2 separate regions of the Sus scrofa genome follow, and region 2 is linked to region 1. Evidence: chromatin contacts called from public Hi-C data. All regions are on one chromosome and are shown on one strand. The core of a region is the stretch at or near the end of the contact, and the rest is flanking DNA. Distances in the headings are between cores, read along the strand shown. Region 1 overlaps EFNA5 (ephrin-A5). Region 2 overlaps EFNA5 (ephrin-A5).

Evidence for each region. A called contact is a pair of places that touch in the nucleus more often than the background predicts.
Region 2: a Hi-C map of retroperitoneal adipose tissue shows a contact between it and region 1, with 1.7 times the contacts expected there. The contact joins two enhancer-like sites. A contact is called at or near these places in 3 of 47 Hi-C or Micro-C datasets (fibroblasts, heart right ventricle and retroperitoneal adipose tissue) and 2 of 2 datasets of contacts at active chromatin or transcription factors (alveolar macrophages and skeletal muscle).

What each region holds. Positions count from the first base shown.
Region 1 is chr2:112,550,263-112,554,670 of Sscrofa11.1, forward strand. All of the region lies in intron 2 of EFNA5 (ephrin-A5), which reads right to left. Among named protein-coding and RNA genes, the nearest start is that of EFNA5, 270 kb to the right of the region's middle. Within about 2 kb of position 1,914, at least 21 of the 83 cell types and tissues checked have an H3K27ac peak or open chromatin away from gene starts, as enhancers often do. A contact at or near this core is called in retroperitoneal adipose tissue, where this site is marked.
Region 2 is chr2:112,720,682-112,725,237 of Sscrofa11.1, forward strand. The region is part of intron 1 of EFNA5 (ephrin-A5); the gene reads right to left. Among named protein-coding and RNA genes, the nearest start is that of EFNA5, 98 kb to the right of the region's middle. Within about 2 kb of position 1,555, at least 30 of the 83 cell types and tissues checked have an H3K27ac peak or open chromatin away from gene starts, as enhancers often do. A contact at or near this core is called in retroperitoneal adipose tissue, where this site is marked.

The sequences.
Region 1 (4,408 bases), core at 664-3,163:
AACCTCAGCAGCTGGCTACTTTGCCCACATAATTCATCTCCACAGTGTCTCAAGACTTAAATCATGGGCAGGTTAAGGTCAAAGTCCCAGATATAAAACTGAAACAAAGATACTAAGTAAAGGTGGAAACCTCTGAGAAATGCAAATGATCATGTAAATAGTAGAAACTTTGATATGGCACTATGTTTCTTAAAAAAAAAAAAAAAAAAAAAAAAAAGAAAAGGAATAGGGCAGTTCCCAACAATAAAATAAGGGTAGAGTGCACTCTGTGAGCTAAAACTTAGTTTCAACACCAGGGAACTGTAACAGCGACAGAAAATTAGAGCAGAGTTCAGGGTGAGAGAAGCGAAATAAATTCCAGCTGTGCAGCTGCAGACAAAAGAAAAAACAGGAGGTACCCACCCATCACACCCCTGGCTCCCCACACCCGGCTCTCTACCCCCTTAGGCAAAGTTCTACTGCAAATGCTAACTTAAGTATTACTTAAATTCCAGCAGCTAAGCCTCCGTAGGTCAATTACTTTTTCTTATCAACTTCAAATAAATGGCTGAGAACAAGTTTCTTTCCACTAATTTCTAGGAATAAACAAATAAGACATTATCATGTTTTTGTACCCATTTATTTGAAATGTGAGCAAACTTCTACTTGCTTTTTAAAGCTCAGTGACAACAAACTAGTTTCTCCTGCTTATTGAGGAAGGCTATATGTCCCATGTACTTTGATATCCATGAAGGCATGACCAAAAAATAAGCTGGATTTCAGAGAGTGCTTTTAAAATATCCTCTATAAGAGGTATTTCTATTCTCAAAAAAATTAAGTCAGCTTAAATCTCAGATTCAGAATCTAAACTTTATCTTCTTCTTTTTCCATATGAATGGCAAGATCCAGTCCACATAAACACAGAATGCAAGATGACACTTAGATATTATTTGAACTGTTAACAAAAACTTAAATAGGAGGAAATTTAGTTAAGTTCCTAGTTGGATATTTTACTGTTTTTTAAAATCCACTGAACATCTTTGAACAGTTAGGGAAGGAAACAAGTTTCCTATTATAAGCCAGTGTTGTAACTACTCTCTTGAGACCTAGTCTCGCCTGAGGTCATATTACTGAAGTGACTGTCCCAGGCCAGTAGGGTGAGATATTCCATATTTCTTGTCTGTGGTAATTTTGGTAAATCTCACCTGCTCTATCAAATAGGTATAACCTGACAAACGAAAGCAGGCAGAATGATTCACTTACAAAAACACTTCTGCTAGAAGTCGCATAATAAAGAAACAACAAAAACAAACTCAGATATACACAGAATTCCTAGAATCTCAGAGAGGAACTATTTATATTATTGCTTTACCGCAGGCACCTTGGGTCACCTCTGTGATATGCCATTGGGGTGACTGTTAACTAGTAAGCAATGAAAGCCACAAATGCCCATGACTCATTTGTACAGTATTAACAGAAACAATGTCATTATCATATAGTACTACTGTCGCATGGCAGTGAATTACTAATAAATCATCAAGTTAATATCAGACAAAGAAACCCCTGGAAGCAAAATTAGTATTTCTTTCAACCTTTCATAACCACTGTCACCCTTATCTTTCTTGTAGAAGGGCCTTGGAAGGCACATGGTTGAATGGTCTGAGAGCCTGTACAATGGTGATCTGAACTTTCTCCTTCATTCACTCATTCTGACTTATTTTGTGGCTTTCAGTCAGCTGATCAACCCACTTAGGCTTTGCTGTTCCTATGAGCCTTCCCCCTAGAAAAAATGTTGGAAGTGTGACCTACTTTAAAGGGCTGTGAACTTTTATACTGCACTTGGAAACTCTGGTTACAGATCCCTATAGATCCAGAATATCATTTCACTGTTCCACAGATTGACATCATCAGCTCTGCCCACACTGCTCCCTCTGCACAGTGATTTCCCTAAGCAAGCAGTCTTTGGTTCAAAGGGTGGATTTATAGGGGCAGGAGGAGGGATCGGCTCTGGTTAGTTGCGATAAAAAGTTCTTTATGAGTCATAAGCAAAACCAGGAGGACAAGTATGACCTTCATTTCTAACGTACATTAGAAAAGCTGGATTCTACCATAGTTTGGTGTGTGCAGGGGTTGGGGTCGAGGGGATTTGAGGATGTATACTGAGGCTGGGCTGAGAGTTTAGAGAATTAGGAAGGGTCCTTTTGAGAAATCATTCTAAGATTCTGTGAGTTCTTTGTGTCAACCCATTTTAACAGTGTGAACAGGCTGTTTTATTAGAGGGACACTGTCAAACATGGACATAAACCCCACAGAGAAGTAACCAGGCTGGTCACTGAAACTGCCTTTATAGCTGCATGAACTAACTATGCTACAGCAATGGCCTAAATTAAACCGGTCCAGAGGTGGGTGGGAACACGGCACCATGCCCACAACCTGTCTGTGGATCCTATATTGCTGTAAATGGCTTCTTCTCCTGTCTTTAACATTCTTTTGCATCTTATTTGGGTGAATATCTGTTTACACAGATCAGCTGTTTCTCTGATTGTTTTTCTTAAGTCAGTAGGCTGTGTTCCCCTCACTGTCTGCCATGTTTGGTGGTAGGATAAGCATCTGGGCAGGAGCAGCACTTGCTTAGACAGCAGGTCCCTAACGGAACTCTGAACAAATTAATTTCTCTTGGGAAGATTAAGTTCAACCAAGGAGGGAAGATATTTAGGTACCAGGATTATACATTTTGTTTCACAAACTGCTTTCCTTGATGAAGAATTTAAGTTGATGGAGTAAGTAAGTATAATCAAAGCCAACAATAGAGATTGAATTCCAGTTTGTTCTGGTTGTCTCTACTTTTAAGCAGGACCATTTCCAGGAAAGTCAATGGCTGTGCACTGCAGGGCGTCACCCCACAGAACAGCAGCCAGGGTGTTTCATAATCCGCCCCAACTTTGATTTCCTTCTTTATCTCTCCAGTTCTTTTCCCTACATTGATAACTGGCCCCAACATTTCCTCCTAGAAGCTCCTTGCCTCCCTTTTTTCACATAACCTTCCCTTTGCCTCTTAAAATCCCAGTTCCTTCTGGCTACATGAGATACTTCTCCACTTCTCCAACACAAAAATCTTCTGGGTTCTTAACACTCATCTGTTTCTGTCTCACTGGTAGCAAACACCCCATGTTCTATTTTGTCTTAGAGCTGGTTGTTACTGCATCTCAGCTACCAGAATTATGAATTCCCTGTGGGGAGGAGCCATGCTGGGGTCTCAGTTCTGGGGAGCCCACTGCTTTGTTCAGAACTTGTTTGATAAAGATTTGAAGAACGAGTCTACAGGTAACAAAAATATGTATAGCCATGAAGTAATTTGTTGACCAAATAGAAACTGAAACTCAGGATTAGAATAAAAAAGAAACATGGAGAGAGTGGTTAAGGAAGATTAGAAAAAAAAAAAAAAGTCTCCTTTTATGGAAGGTTCTTCTGCTCTCTCTGCTGGCTTCATGATGTTGGAAATTGGGACCTAATAACCAAAGCCCAAAGAGACATATAAAATTCAAGAAGCCACTATTTTCATGTTTTTGAGTATGTAGTCTAAGAGATATGAAGTAAATGAAAGAAATGTGGGCATCTTTAGAGCCAAAGATATGCAAAATCTCATCAAGTGACCAGGCTGAGTAGGGATCAGTAAACAGGAGAATAAAGGCAAGGTGGTCCAAGAATCCAGGTGACCACAGGCTGCTTTCAGGTGGACAGGAAAGTGATGACTCTGGTGATTATGATCAGAGCTGAGAGTGAAGCCATCTCAGCTGAAACCCTCTAGTCATTAAGAAGACCTGGAAAGGTAACTTAATCCCAAAGTTGTATTGAGGGGATATAACTGTGGTTTAGTCAAAGCTGAGTTTAAAAACTAAGTAGAGACATTTTTTAAGAGAATCAGGACCACAGAGCTAGTAATTTTTGTGTTAAAAAAGCACCTGAGAATGTGGAAATGTTTTAAAGTAACAGTAAGACATATTAATTCCAATTTAAAATATATAATGGGAGTTACCATCGTGGCTCAGTGGTTAACGAATCCCGACTTGGAACCATGAGGTTGCAGGTTCAATCCCTGGCCTCGATCAGTGGGTTAAGGATCTGGCATTGCCATGAGCTGTGGTGTAGGTTGCAGACACGGCTTGGATCTGGCATTGCTGTGGCTCTGGTATAGGCCGGCAGCAACAGCTCTGATTAGACCCCTAGCCTGGGAACCTCCATATGCCATGGGTGCAGCCCTAGGAAAGGCAAAAAGACAAAAATAAAAATAAAAATAAAAAATAAAATATATAATGGAACAACACTGATTTAGACCTGTAACTAAGTGAAATTTTAGGTTGACATGCAGTTTTAAAACACTTAAGAGAACTAAAACCCCATCATATTAAGTTTAAATTATGATGATGGT
Region 2 (4,556 bases), core at 305-2,804, 170 kb after region 1:
GGAGGAAGGCAGGGATGAAAGCGACTTGTTACTAGTAGGAGGAGAAGAGAAAAAATAAATTCAGTTCCTTCAAAAAAAAAAAAACTTTTTAAATTCAGAACTCTATTTTGCACCAGACTTGCGTAAACAGATCCATTTATGTGAGCATAGTAAGACCTGGTAGATAGCAAAGAGCTTTCATTCTACGTCCTTAATACAGCTGAAATGCCACACCGTTACTTTACAAGGGGCCTGAAAACAAAGAAAACTGATGATGTTAAATAACTAGTTTCTGGTAAAAATAAACCCAACCAGACCCACGAACACAGACGTCTGAAAGCCAACTAAGATGTGAGCTGAAGGATTTCACATTCTTCCCTGGGGGGTACTTGTTGCACAGGACTTTTTTTTTTCTTTTTTTTTTTTTAAATGCAGGAAGACAGCACATCAGTATTTGCAGCTGCCTGAGAACGAATCCGAGAATCGGGAGCACGGGATCACAGGATCTGGGGAGCTGTGAGCGAGCAAGGAGGAGGGCTGCAGGGCCTGCACAAAAGGACATGGGGAGCGTCAGCACTTCTGCTCTCCAGCCTGCCTGGCCAGAGTGGGATTTGCTCCAGCGTCGGGGCAGCTTGTAATCCAACACCGGGCAGGGGGCACAGGCACCTAGAGGTTCAGGCATTCAAGAAAAGGCTCTCAGTCATCAAGCACCACATTGTGGCAACAAGCCCCGGGTGTGCCTGGTGAACCCTCCCTGTTCAGATGGCTCACTGTCTGGAGAAAGCATTACCCAGCACAGTCCAGTCGACACGTACACTGAATCCAAGTTTCAAGGAACAAAACGCTTCCTCACATCACCCCCTCCCACCAGACTATGCTGAAGCTGCTTAAAAATTGCTAAGAGTTGTCCTTTTTTTTTTTTTTTTTTTCTTTCAAGAATAAAATGCTAATCACATAGGTTTGGGCCCTCTGAATTAAATACTGTACTGAGCCACCCTGGGAACCAGACGGTATCCTCCCGGCTACAAGGCTAAAGAATGAGCAATCACCAGCCCATGGAATTTTCATGATCCAGTCTCCCCATCTTCCCGCCGCATACCCACTGGCAGGAACCAAAGGGCTTGTCACCCTGATGAGGGAAAACAAAGCTGGGCACTGCGTTACGAAACAGGTTTTTCCTTTCCCATAGACATTGCTTTATGGCTAGGTCATGTAAAACAGCAAAATGTTCAATGAACACATGCGGTCCTGTTCCCTGCAGGTGACGGCGCCCTTCAACTTGACCTGAGATACAGGGACAGGAAAGAAAACCACTCTCCAATTTCTAAGTGAAAGGTGACCACACAGCAGCTATGGCAAAGCGGAGCCTACTGTTAATGACAAAAAAGAAATTGAAAACAGCAATGTGGACAGCACAGTATACAGGTGTGGGCTGGGACCTGAGAGGGCAAAATAAAATGCTTCTGGGGTCAGATATGGAGCCAAATTGACTGAAAAGGACAGACTGGCAGAGAACGTGATTTGAGTTGTTCTGGCACAGAAACCTGTTCTTATCTGGCAAGGGCACCCCCTGCTGGCCGCTGCGCTGAACTCCGCCTCCTGGTCCGGCTCCAAGCAGCCCGAAGATCTCTTTGGATAAGGCTTTGAAGGGGCATAGAGCCCTGGCAGAGCGAGTCCCTTATAAAGCACACAATGGGAGCAAAATGTCCAGTCCTAGGACAGTTACTGCCCAAAGCCAAAATCTTTGTCCAGTCACGGTTCTCTGCAGTCAGATAAATTCCAGACTGGCTGAAAAGAATGAATATGACCATGACTGCTGTTTTGCCTGTGACAAGTTTAGAAAGTTGGGAGTGAGGGGGAGGGGATACAAAACAGACTCCACTATAAAAGAATCTTAAATCACTCACATATACAGTGCTTGATCACTAGAGGAAATCCTGGCTACCCTTTTCAAGGCAAGAGTTTATTATGACATTCTTAATAGTAATTATTTAAATCCCAAGTATATGACACTGCAACAGTGGATTAAAACACATTCAAATATAAGGGCAGAACCAAATGCCAACAAAACATAAGACTAAAATCAACTTCCACATTCTCATTGTTTCACTTTTACATGATGCTATTACACAGAGATATTTTCATGTTCCCCCCAGTTTGCGATTCTCTTTCTTTTCACGTAATTTATTTATTTTTTTCCATTTCTTTCGCTGTTGGGCTTGATGTTTTGTAAAAATCAGCCCACTGTCCTCCAATGACTCCCCTCAAAACAGCATTCAACGTCTTTGGCAGAAAATTCTATGTAACATGGGCTCAAGTGTAAGCACATTCCTCCCGTCATCAACTGGGAACGCTTACTTAAGGAAAATGGCCAGGATGTTCAGTAAGGCTCCATCCGCTCCAACAGCCAAAGAGAAACCTGCTTGTAAAGGCCGGGTGGATCTCTCCCCTACTGGCACAAATGTCATACTTGTGTTATCTTCAGCTACAGTGTCTGCCCTTAGTCCCGGTGAGTTCACCAGTTCAGCCTGAACTTGGCTTCTCCCTGGGACCTCAATCTTGTGTCTGTTCCCAGCTCTCAACTTCAAACACAGGGGAGAGAGGAGGCAAGCCATCTAGGCGTGAGCAGAGAAATATAATGGGCAAAACAAACATGCTTCATGTCCTCTGGGCCGTTTAGTCTGGTTTTCATTTTCTGGTTTACATATGAAATCAGGGGGTAAGAAGTACCAATGGAATACAAGTCCCAAGGACAAATGCTCTCACTTGAGAATTTAAAAAGAATTTCCAAAAGCTGGAAATTTCAGTGCTTGTTCTTTATTTGATCGTCTTTGCTGAAATGGTTAGGCTTCATTTCTTCATGTTCCTTATGCATCCAAAAGGTTGTCCAGGTAAAAAGAGGGCTTGTAGTCATTCTTTTATTTATTTGCTCAATGAATATTTATTGAATGTTAGACCTGTTTTTGCCAAAATATCCTTTGTGGACAATATATAATACAACAATGTTTTTATTTACCTCTTCTTTTAGCTTGTACTACAGATGTCTATCCCTGGGAAAAACATGATTATTTGGGCTTCCATGCTGTGGTTTAGAGAGTTCAACCGTTACCTATCAAAAGGTCTGAAAGTGAGTGTATGGGTCTATTTTTATTTATAAGAGAAGGTGAGCAGAACAATTTTAGAATGAGCAAAATCAATCGGTACCAGTTTGGGGAATAAGCTTCTGCTTTGAATAGAGTTGTCAAGACATTCACAATCTGTTTGGCCCTGTGTCCACAGGAGGCGAAAGGTTTCATAATAACAAAGTAAGGGATTTTTATTCTTTGCCACTCCAAAAGCAGCAACCTTGGAAGATTTGAGGTGATTTTAGCTGTTCTATTATACCCTCAACACAAAAATGCACATTTATACTTACACTCACATGCATCTGTGTGCAAAATTATAAGGCAAACAAAATCTTAGGCTCACTATTGCTTTATTTCAAGTGCTGGGATAAGCATGACAGCTGTCAACTGGCCTTCTTTTTGAATTTAAGACATAGTCAACCTTTCTTCAGGAAGATCAGGTGGAAAAGGGTTTCTTGGAAGAACTCTGACGTTTTGTACTCATGGCTTTAAACGTCGCTAAATGATAATAAGCAACATATAAGTATGAGGAAATGTCCATCGACAATCAAAACCTCTTTTTTGGACATTAAGTGTCTTTCCCTCATATTGTAACAATACTAAGACCCCTCCCTTGCAGAAAAAAAAGAAATCAATAAATAAACTCTGACTGATACCAACCCCCTTTAGATTAGCCTCAATATGCCATTAATATGAAAAGAATGTGACAGTTTACATAAGGGATGTGACCTGGTGCCAACAACCTCTGGCTTCTCCATTCTCCAGATGGTAGCAGATTAGTAGGCAGCCTTTATTCTCATAAGAAGATTTTTTTCCCCCCATGGAAAAACTATAAAGGCCAATTCTGTTCCAAACTTCAAGTCTCCTTCACAAATGTCTACTCAATTCTGGGCCTTAACTAATGCCTATTAAAAGAAGCCCTTGGGCTTGAAGCTGTGGAAGGGGGGAAAAAAAAGAAGACTAAGGCAAACTTAACTCTAATGCCTGCCTTTAAAAGATCTATTGACAGAAGCAGTGGGGAGAGTTTGAACTAATGTTAACTTAAAGAAAAAGGCTGGTGAGATTCAATTGTGGATGTGAATGCTTGCTTGAGTTTGATCTTGACGGGGCTTAAGATAAGGGAGATAAAAACCTAAGCCTACTTACATATTAAAAAATGCAGTTGTGCTAAATGCACTACATACCACTGTTCAATTTGATTTATGCCCATCATCACCCAAGACGTAAAGGACATCCCAGTCTAATATGGTAAAAAGCCACAGCAGAGGGACTAGCTCTGCTTTGCTAACACCAGCATGAAAAATCACATCCCAACAACACTCAATGTTCTTTCACATTAATTCTTTCAGTGTAACAAAGAATAAAAATGGAATTTTCCTTTGGTCTTGTTCTGGAGGTATAAATATAACAAGTGGTTAATCAAAAAAGATCTGAGAGGTCAAAAAACAGCCC